3 separate regions of the Zea mays genome follow, and regions 1 and 2 are each linked to region 3. Evidence: chromatin contacts called from public Hi-C data. All regions are on one chromosome and are shown on one strand. Each heading gives the region's core, a stretch centred on a gene start, on an enhancer-like site or on the middle of the called end of the contact. The rest is flanking DNA. Distances are from core to core; before and after follow the strand shown. Region 1 holds the start of LOC100283532. Region 2 has its middle 120 kb from the start of LOC103653645. Region 3 has its middle 21 kb from the start of LOC100273628.

Region 1 (2,700 bases), core at 177-2,676, 170 kb after region 3:
GTGACCGTTTGAGAGAGAGGGAAATGGTTGAAATAGACTCGGCCTTTGTGGACTCCTCAACGGGGACTAGGTTTTTTGGAACCGAACCTCGGTAAAACAAATCACCGTGTCTACTCGCTTTGATTCTCGTTTGATTTGTTTGCCCTTTCTCCTCTCTCTAACGTTTCCTTGCTAGTATTGATTTGAGTTCGCTCCCATACGTCATCTGCATCCTTTGAGCAACTCTTAGCAAGAAAAACAATCTTTCGGATTTGAATATAATTCTAACGCTAACCTCGGCCTTTAGTGTGTTAAAAATTTATAAATTTCAGGTTTCGCCTATTCACCCCCCTCTAGGCGACTTTCAATTGTACTAATATTTTTAAATAGTTTTGGAATACTAACGGTTTTAAGATGTCATGACACAACTGTAGTATTTTTAACATCACTCTTAACAATACGTGTTTGGAGACAAAATATTTCAAACCATAATATTTAGTATACATATGCAAGGCTAGCCATATATAAAATATTTAGGTTGGAGTGGAGTTTTAAATACTCCAAAAATATCATGGTATCTATAAAACCATAACATTATAACTAGAGTTTTTTACGAGATAGCCAAACACCTCTTATCAATAAATATGCTACCTTCGTTTCAAAATATGTTTCTTTCTAGGTTTTTTTGGTCCACATTCATTTTAATAATAATAAATACAGATATACGTGCAAATTACATTCACAGATTAACTAATAAATACATATTTAACATAAAACGAATTTTATTTTGGGACAAAGGAAATATTATAGTATTTTTCGTACCATGGTTTTAATTTTAAAACTCCAAAAATATTTCCTCCACACCTGCATAAAGAAAAGAGCGCACACTGCACACATCGAATCAACCCAACCGAATGCCCCCAATCCGTGTAATAGACGATGGTCCGAGTACGGTGGGCGAGCAGCATGGACCTTTGAGTTTGAGAGCGATGTGGGCACGGTGGGAGCACGAGCTCTGCTAATAGGAGTACAGGCTCCGTCGCCTCCGCCACTTGATTGAAGTGACGAACCGACGATTGCCCAGCAGTCTCGCTGAACCGGAAAGCGAAGTGTGGAACACGAAACCGAGTGCGACGGAAGAAGAGGAGCCGGATCCGGCAAGGGAAGTGGAACATGGAAAACAACTCAAATGGGCTCGTTTTCAGTAGATGCGGCCCATGATTTGGTGAAAAAAACCGGCCCAATCACGTCACGTCCGTCAAGCCAATCTTGATCAGCAAGGTGGGTCCATGACTAATCTTGGCCTAGCTTCTGTAGTGCGCGGAAAGCCGAGCCCAGTTCACGGGCCCACTATCCTTTTGCAGTTTTGCTCCCACAGTGCCCCTTGCTTGAAAGCGAACTGGAACATGTTTTGGACGACGAGCACCTCGTGGTTTCCGCTTTTCCCAAATTGCCCCTCTGAAATCCTCGCAGGCCTACGGTCTCGCGGTATTGCGCTTCTCGTCTTCTCTAATCCTCTTCTGCTCCCTCCACTACCAGTCCACCACCACCACTGCTACCATCGGTTCCCCAAACCCTAGCCAAGGGACACGGTGGCCAGCGATGGACGGCGACAGAGAAGGCGCTGCGGCGGTGCACCACCACGCGCGCTCCCCCGAGGACGTCTTCCGCGATTTCCGCGCGCGCCGCGCCGGCATCGTCAAGGCACTCACCACGGGTCAGCTTGTCTCACGCATTTCCTGCCTCCTCCTGTTTGTCCTCTTGGTTTGTGGATGCTTCTCTGATGCTACAGCTGCTTCCGTGGTGCGCGCAGATGTGGAGAAGTTCTATCAGCAGTGCGATCCAGGTGACGCGCCCGACTTTGCTCCCCTCTTTTTTTTCCCGTCCGTCTGTACTGCTCTTATCTTCGAGCTAAGCTTCGCCTTTCACTATATGCCGATCCGGCGTTTGTTTATGGAGCTCGATCCGGTTGCCGTTTAGAGATTCGTCGGATTATTTAAGGACGAATAGTGGTATTGTTAGCCCTTTACTTTTGTCAGATATGTAAGTTTATTCTGTAATTGATCTCACCCTCCAATCTGTTAAGATCATCAATTCAAGGCCGTAAGCTAAAGAAACTTGCGTAGATGAGTACGTCAATTAAAGGAAGTGCTTGGTAAATGGCATGGTTATGTAATTTAAAGTCCTATAATATGCTCCAGCTGCGGTCATTTGAATTTCAGTTTACATGCATAATGCTTTGATTGTACGTAAAAAAAACCATGTACATTACATAATAAAGGGGATTGACCAATTTGCATTTCCGTTTACATGCATAATGCTTGGGTTGTACGTAACAAACCATGTACCTTGCATAATGAAGGGGATTGACCAATCACAGTGCAGTATCACTTGATGGGACACACGATCATTTGGCTCATGTTGGTGTATGTCGGTATTTGCTGAAAGTTGCAGCCTCAGTAGAGTTGAATTGTACTCATTGTCATTGGTTACCATGGGCCTATTCATTTAAACCCTCAGATAGATGCCGTTTTGAGCTACAATCTGTTACTGCTGCTGTGAGGATTGAAATCTGGTTAAAACTATAAAAGCTAGCAAAATTGATGTAGTGCTTTTGACATGATATATCATGTAACCTGGTTTTTCCAGGTTGCCCTCCTGTGAATGAAAAAAGAATGAGAAGTAATATATGTTAGTAGAAGGAATTACAAATTGTATGAA
Region 2 (2,830 bases), core at 121-2,620, 200 kb before region 3:
TAAGGTTGAGTTGTTCCATTTCCCAACACAATTCCTGTGACATCAAATGAGTAGTGATGTTGTTCACTTGGCCTTTACGGCTCAAAGCATCATCCACTACATTTGCTTTTCTTGGATGGTATTGGATATCCAAATCATAATCTTTTATTAACTCAAGCCATCTTCTCTATCTTAGGTTGAGTTCTTTTTGAGTGAATATGTATTTCAAGCTTTTGTGATTCGTGAAGATTTTGCACTTATTTCCAATCATACAGTGTCTCCAAACCTTCAAAGCATGCACTACGGCAGCTAGTTCCAAATCATGTGTAGGATAATTCTTCTCATGCTTTCTCAACTGCCTTGAGGCACAAGCTATTACTTTTCCTTCTTGCATTAGCACACATCCAAGTCCAAGGTGTGATGCATCGCAATACACATCAAATCCTTTGTGTGTCTGGCATTACCAATATTGGTGATGTGGTTAACCTTTTCTTGAGTTCCTCAAAACATTTCTGGCATGGTTCATCCCACTTAAACTCTTTACCTTTATCCAGTAGTGAGGTAAGAGGTTTCACTAACTTGGAAAAACCTTTGATAAATCTTATGTAGTATCTTGCCAATCCAAGAAAACTTCTGATCTTGGACGCATCCTTTGGTTGCTTCCAATTTAGTATTTCACTTATCTTTCTCGGATCTACTTTAATTCCACCATTGGTAACAATATGTAATACCCAATTTGTAAGAGATGATATAAAATGAGAAAAGTTATTTTCCTTTATCTATATGTGTGTGTTGTATCCATTCACCATCCCATGTGAACACCTCATTTAAACAAATAAATAAATAACAAAAGACACCCAAAAATAATACATGCATCTTGCTGGGATTTTATTTTGTGTGCATTTTGTGACAACATAAAATAATGTGAAAAGAAATATATTAATGCTCAAATGGGAATTTAAGATCTATAGGGAATTCAAGAATTTGAGAAAAGAGAAGAAGAATACCATACAAAATAGATAAATAAATATTAAAAACAAATATAAATAAATAAACTTATCTCATACCATGTTTAAGATGGGCAAATAATGAGTAAATAAATCTATCAAGGAGTTTGAAGTTGAATAGGGATTTAAATTATGAATTCAAAATACAATAGAAAAAGGAAAAGCACTCTGCTGGGCTGGCTAGACCACATTCGGCCCAATGACTCCTCCCCGCGCACGACCCAAGATGGAGTAACGGCGCTGACGGGTGGTCCCAGGGCGTCAGCCCCCCCCCCCCCCCCCCCCCCCCCCCCCCCCCCCCCCCCCCCGCGCGCTAGACATTTCCAATCGCTGCGTCGTGGGCCACTCCGGTCAGCCTCTGCTTAATCTAGCGTACCCGTTTCACTGGTTCGTGGGGTCCACATGTCATCCCACTGCTTCGCGGGACCCATCCTGCAAGCGCAGCTATCTTCTTCCTCATGCTTCTCGGCGCGGTGGTTGACTAACGGTTTTTCCCGTGGTGCTCGGCTCGCAGGAGAAGTGGAGGTGGGTCGTTGACCCAGTATAAATCAGTGCCTCGCTCGGTCGGCTTGGTCTCCGTGACCTAGAACCCACGCAGCCACAGTCGAGCACCGTCGTCCCATCTTTCCACCGCCGCCGCAGGAGAATCCACGCCGGTAGTACCTCATTAGCAGCAAGAACCGGCGCGGGTGGTTCGCTGACATGTCTGGAAATTGTTTGTGGCAATTGCCGTGGGTGAGGAGTTCATGGTGATGATGAATCGCTCGCCGTGATTTCCTCCTCTGCCGTGGTGCCGCCATCCCGTGGACCGAGTCTGCGCCGCCATACACTGGTACGCATTCGTTTCGGTTGAGTCCCTTGTGGTGCGCGGGGCGTGTAGAAACTATCGAATTAGGTTAATTCGTGCGCTAGCGCCGATCTGGCGAACTCCGGCGAGGAGTCCGCCGCTACTGTGGCGGTGCTGCCAGTGCCGGTTGGGGGATGGGGACGATGGTCTTGCATCGTTCGATTGGAATCGCACGGAGGGGATTAAACCTAGGTGTAATCTGTTCAGAGCCCTCGATCGATGGATGAGTGGCTAGGATTGATGCTAGGGAACGTTTCGCCGTATGGAACAGTGTCCGTTGATCGGCGTGACAACGTCATAGATCGAATATAGGTTAATAAAATATGCATCGTCAAAATCTAATCCAATGCGCGGTATTGCGTACCAGTTCGGATCTAATCCAACGATCAGAACGGATCGATACCCCTTCGGCCGTGCACACTTGCATAAGAATCCCTGCAATTTACTGAAATAAACCCGCCATCCCTAGTAACTATGCGCCGGGTCTAGGGAAGTTTACACGCTGGCCCCTGTGCTTCTGGTTAATTGACGCTCAGTACAGAGAGCATATAAAATAGGTAAATAAATACAGAAATTGATTTTCAATGTATAAATAATTGCTAGAACTTGTATAAATCATAGAAAATTCATATGAACTCCAAATTGATCCATTCCAGTTTCTAAAACTCTGTAATATTATTGTTTATCACCTAGAGTCTCTGTTTTGACATGAAAACAATAGTAAAATTAATTTCTCACTTAATCATATTTCAAGCACATAAAACCTTTGGAAATTCATATCTTAAAATCTATAACTCCAAATTTAATGATTACAGTTCCTAGGATCTTATTTTAATATGTAGATTATTAATGTGTATTTTGTTTACATGTTTGGTGTGATGTTAATTTCTCCTTTATACTGTGTTTGTTTGTATTGTGGCGAGTAGAAGAGCCTGTGACAGAGGATCCTGGTGCCCAGCAGATAGAAGTTGCTGAGCAGGAGCTCATTGAAGGCAAG
Region 3 (2,801 bases), core at 155-2,654:
TTGAAAATAGAGAAGGAAGGAGAGAAATATTATTCAATATAAAATAATATTATAATTAAATAACTTCACCACATGTTGGTGTGACTTAATTTCATAGTTAACATGAACTTGAACTTACACTAAAGTTGAATTCAAAATTTAAATTCAAATGAATTGGGAATAAAAGAAAACAAGAGAAGAGAAAAAAGAAAAAGGGTAAACCTCTATTTTGGGCCGCAGAACTGGATTCTGGCCCATCTCTCCTTTCTTGCCTTGTTGGCCCATTGCGCGCACGGCGCACCGCGCCCGCCTGTCTAAACACCGCCATGTGGGCCCGTGGGTCGGCTGTTCTGTGCGTGCACGCTGACCGACTGTCTCTGCGTGTGGCCCCGCCAGCGCAACTCCGCGCTGAATCGCGCCTCACACCGACTTGTGGGCCCGGGTCGTCAGACGTCTCCTTCTTCTTCGCCAACAAATCGAGCGGACATCGCGCGTGACCTTAGGCGCAACGCAGTCAACTACCTCGCTGTGAATGGCGCGGTGCGGGGCAGGATTACCGGAGCTCGTGGCCCGGCCGTTGGCTGAGCACTTCCCCGGTATATAGCTATATCCTCCTCAAGCCTCGGTTTCTCTCCAACCAACGTTGTCGCCGCCACAACACACCTCGTTCGCGCGCTACTCATCTTCTCCCCTTCGCGCCTCCGCGGCTCAAATTGCTAGCCCACTTTCGTTATCGAGCTCGGGAGCCTCCAGCTCGAGCTCTTCTTCACCTCTATGCCGCCACGACCAGTGCCCAATAGGAACAGCCGCCGTGCGCCTGTACAAAAAAGACCCGTCGCCGCCATCGCCAGTGAACTATGAAATCCACATTGTCAAGCCCCTCCTTATTCGGCCGAGGGTAATCCCTAGTGTATACCGCGTGCGTACGTGCCCGGATTGGACGCCGTATTGCTGCCAAGGTGCCGGAATTGCTCACCGGAGCTGGGGATTTCCGCCAGGGCCATTCTTCCTCGACGGCGGGACTCTGCTGGGCGCCATCATCGACGAGCTACCTTCCATGGCGATCGCCTTGTTCTATCTAGTGTATAGCGCCCAAAGTCCATAGGATTCGGGTGCCGGTTCACCGGATTCGCCGTGCGCCGGTGGAGGGCCGCCGCGGGCCTCTGCTCCGCCTCCTCTGGTCATCGTGTGGTGGAAGAACATAGGCGCGACGTCGGATTGTGAGCGGGTGGTCAGGATATGATCGAGTGTACCCCTTCACCCGGCGGACTTCGAAGCGTTGATCTTCGATCGTGTGGTCCCTGGGCGATCGTGATCCATTAAATCGTGGCGGTCTGTTCGCAATCGGGCGGTCGGATGGGAATCAGGGTTACGGGAGAAATCCGGCCGTGGATCCTCGATCCTGTGGCCAGAGACGCGTTCCCATGCAGTTAAAAACCTAGATCTAATCTGATCCGACCGTTCTTGATCGGACGGTCCTGATCTGACGATACCCCTTCGGCCTTGTAACTTTGCGTAAGAGACCCTGCAGTTATCACAAAAATAACCCGCCATCAATTTTTACTGTGCTTGGTGTGTGGGGATTCTTATCCCGAGCCCCCTGGCTTTTGATTAAATCTTGTGCGCAGTCCAGGAAATAAAGAAAAGAGGGAAAATGAATTTGGAAATTGATTTTGGGTTTAAAAATAATTGCAGAAACTCATTTAATTCATAGGAAATTCATATTAAGTCCAAATGAACCCATTCTAGTTCCTATAATTTTATAATATTATTGTTTATCATCTAGTGTCAATGTTTTGACATGAAATCAATAATAAAATTGGTCTCCTAATTAATCGCATATCAAATACATAAAAACTTTGGAAATTTATAACATCCTCGTTTTAATTCCGATTTGACTCGTTCCAGTTGCGTTAGTTTTGTATAAGTATTTACTACACAATAACAATATTTATTATACCATGTATCATTCTTTTCTAATTAGATCTTTATTTAATTTATGTGGGTTAGTTTTGTTAATCTACTTATCATTATAATCTACTAGAAGATGATTTATGGTCAATTTATAACTTAGATTAAAGTTGAGATAATTATTAATAGAATAACCTCTCATATGAATTATACTAACCAATTTATAATATAGTTTAATATTTAAATCACATAGATCCTTTATAAATCATAACTCCTTAACCGTAACTCCGATTTTAGTGGTTCTCGATCCGACGATCTCGTAGCTTCGCGTAGATCATTATTATTCAGTTTGTTCTTATGTTTGGTGTGATGTTAATTTTATCTATACCATGTTTGTTTGTATTGCTACGACTAGCGCGAGGTCACAAGGATCCGAAGAATCACCCTGGTAACTGAAATCTCAAGTGTCAAGCAAGTTGTGCCCTTGATCACTTTCACTTACCCAATAATGTTCTTTATTATCACTATTCAATGTATAGGTTTAATTTTGATGGGACCCAATAGGTCACCCTAGTCTGTTTATCCTGTTTACCTTGTTTACCCCTGATTCACTTGGGTAGTTATGCTATTGCATTATGTGGTTTCAGGTTAATATTTCATTATATCCATGTTCCTATTATTCTGTTATATTATTTATATTCATGATAAGATCATTATGTTAATGGGAACATGGAGCAACCACCCGAAAAAATAGTGCTACCACAAGGGTAGTATGGGATGCCCTTGGCTGATTAACTAGGAAAGCTAGTGGATGACTACTTTACCCGAAAGGGGCAAGGGCAGTAGGGGAGTGGTCAGTGTAGGGAGGTCCTTGGGTTGATTTTGCTGCGATGGCGATCAGGCGAGGGATC

What was found. Hi-C and Micro-C count contacts between places; a contact is called where the count stands out from the background.
Region 1: a Hi-C map of leaf shows a contact between it and region 3, with 4 times the contacts expected there. The contact joins the promoter of LOC100283532 here to the enhancer-like site in region 3. A contact is called at or near these places in 3 of 25 Hi-C or Micro-C datasets (bundle sheath, ear and leaf).
Region 2: a Hi-C map of bundle sheath shows a contact between it and region 3, with 4 times the contacts expected there. The contact joins two enhancer-like sites. A contact is called at or near these places in 2 of 25 Hi-C or Micro-C datasets (bundle sheath and endosperm).

Annotation. Positions count from the first base shown.
Region 1 is chr4:125,438,193-125,440,892 of Zm-B73-REFERENCE-NAM-5.0, forward strand. It overlaps LOC100283532, which reads left to right and starts at 1,427. Exons shown (of 5, transcript NM_001156432.2): 1 at 1,427-1,696; 2 at 1,793-1,825. The coding sequence starts at 1,582.
Region 2 is chr4:125,063,976-125,066,805 of Zm-B73-REFERENCE-NAM-5.0, forward strand. No RefSeq gene overlaps it. Among protein-coding and RNA genes, the nearest start is that of LOC103653645, 120 kb to the left of the region's middle. Within about 2 kb of position 1,371, at least 18 of the 20 cell types and tissues checked have an H3K27ac peak or open chromatin away from gene starts, as enhancers often do. A contact at or near this core is called in bundle sheath, where this site is marked.
Region 3 is chr4:125,266,442-125,269,242 of Zm-B73-REFERENCE-NAM-5.0, forward strand. No RefSeq gene overlaps it. Among protein-coding and RNA genes, the nearest start is that of LOC100273628, 21 kb to the left of the region's middle. Within about 2 kb of position 1,405, at least 17 of the 20 cell types and tissues checked have an H3K27ac peak or open chromatin away from gene starts, as enhancers often do. A contact at or near this core is called in bundle sheath, ear and leaf, where this site is marked.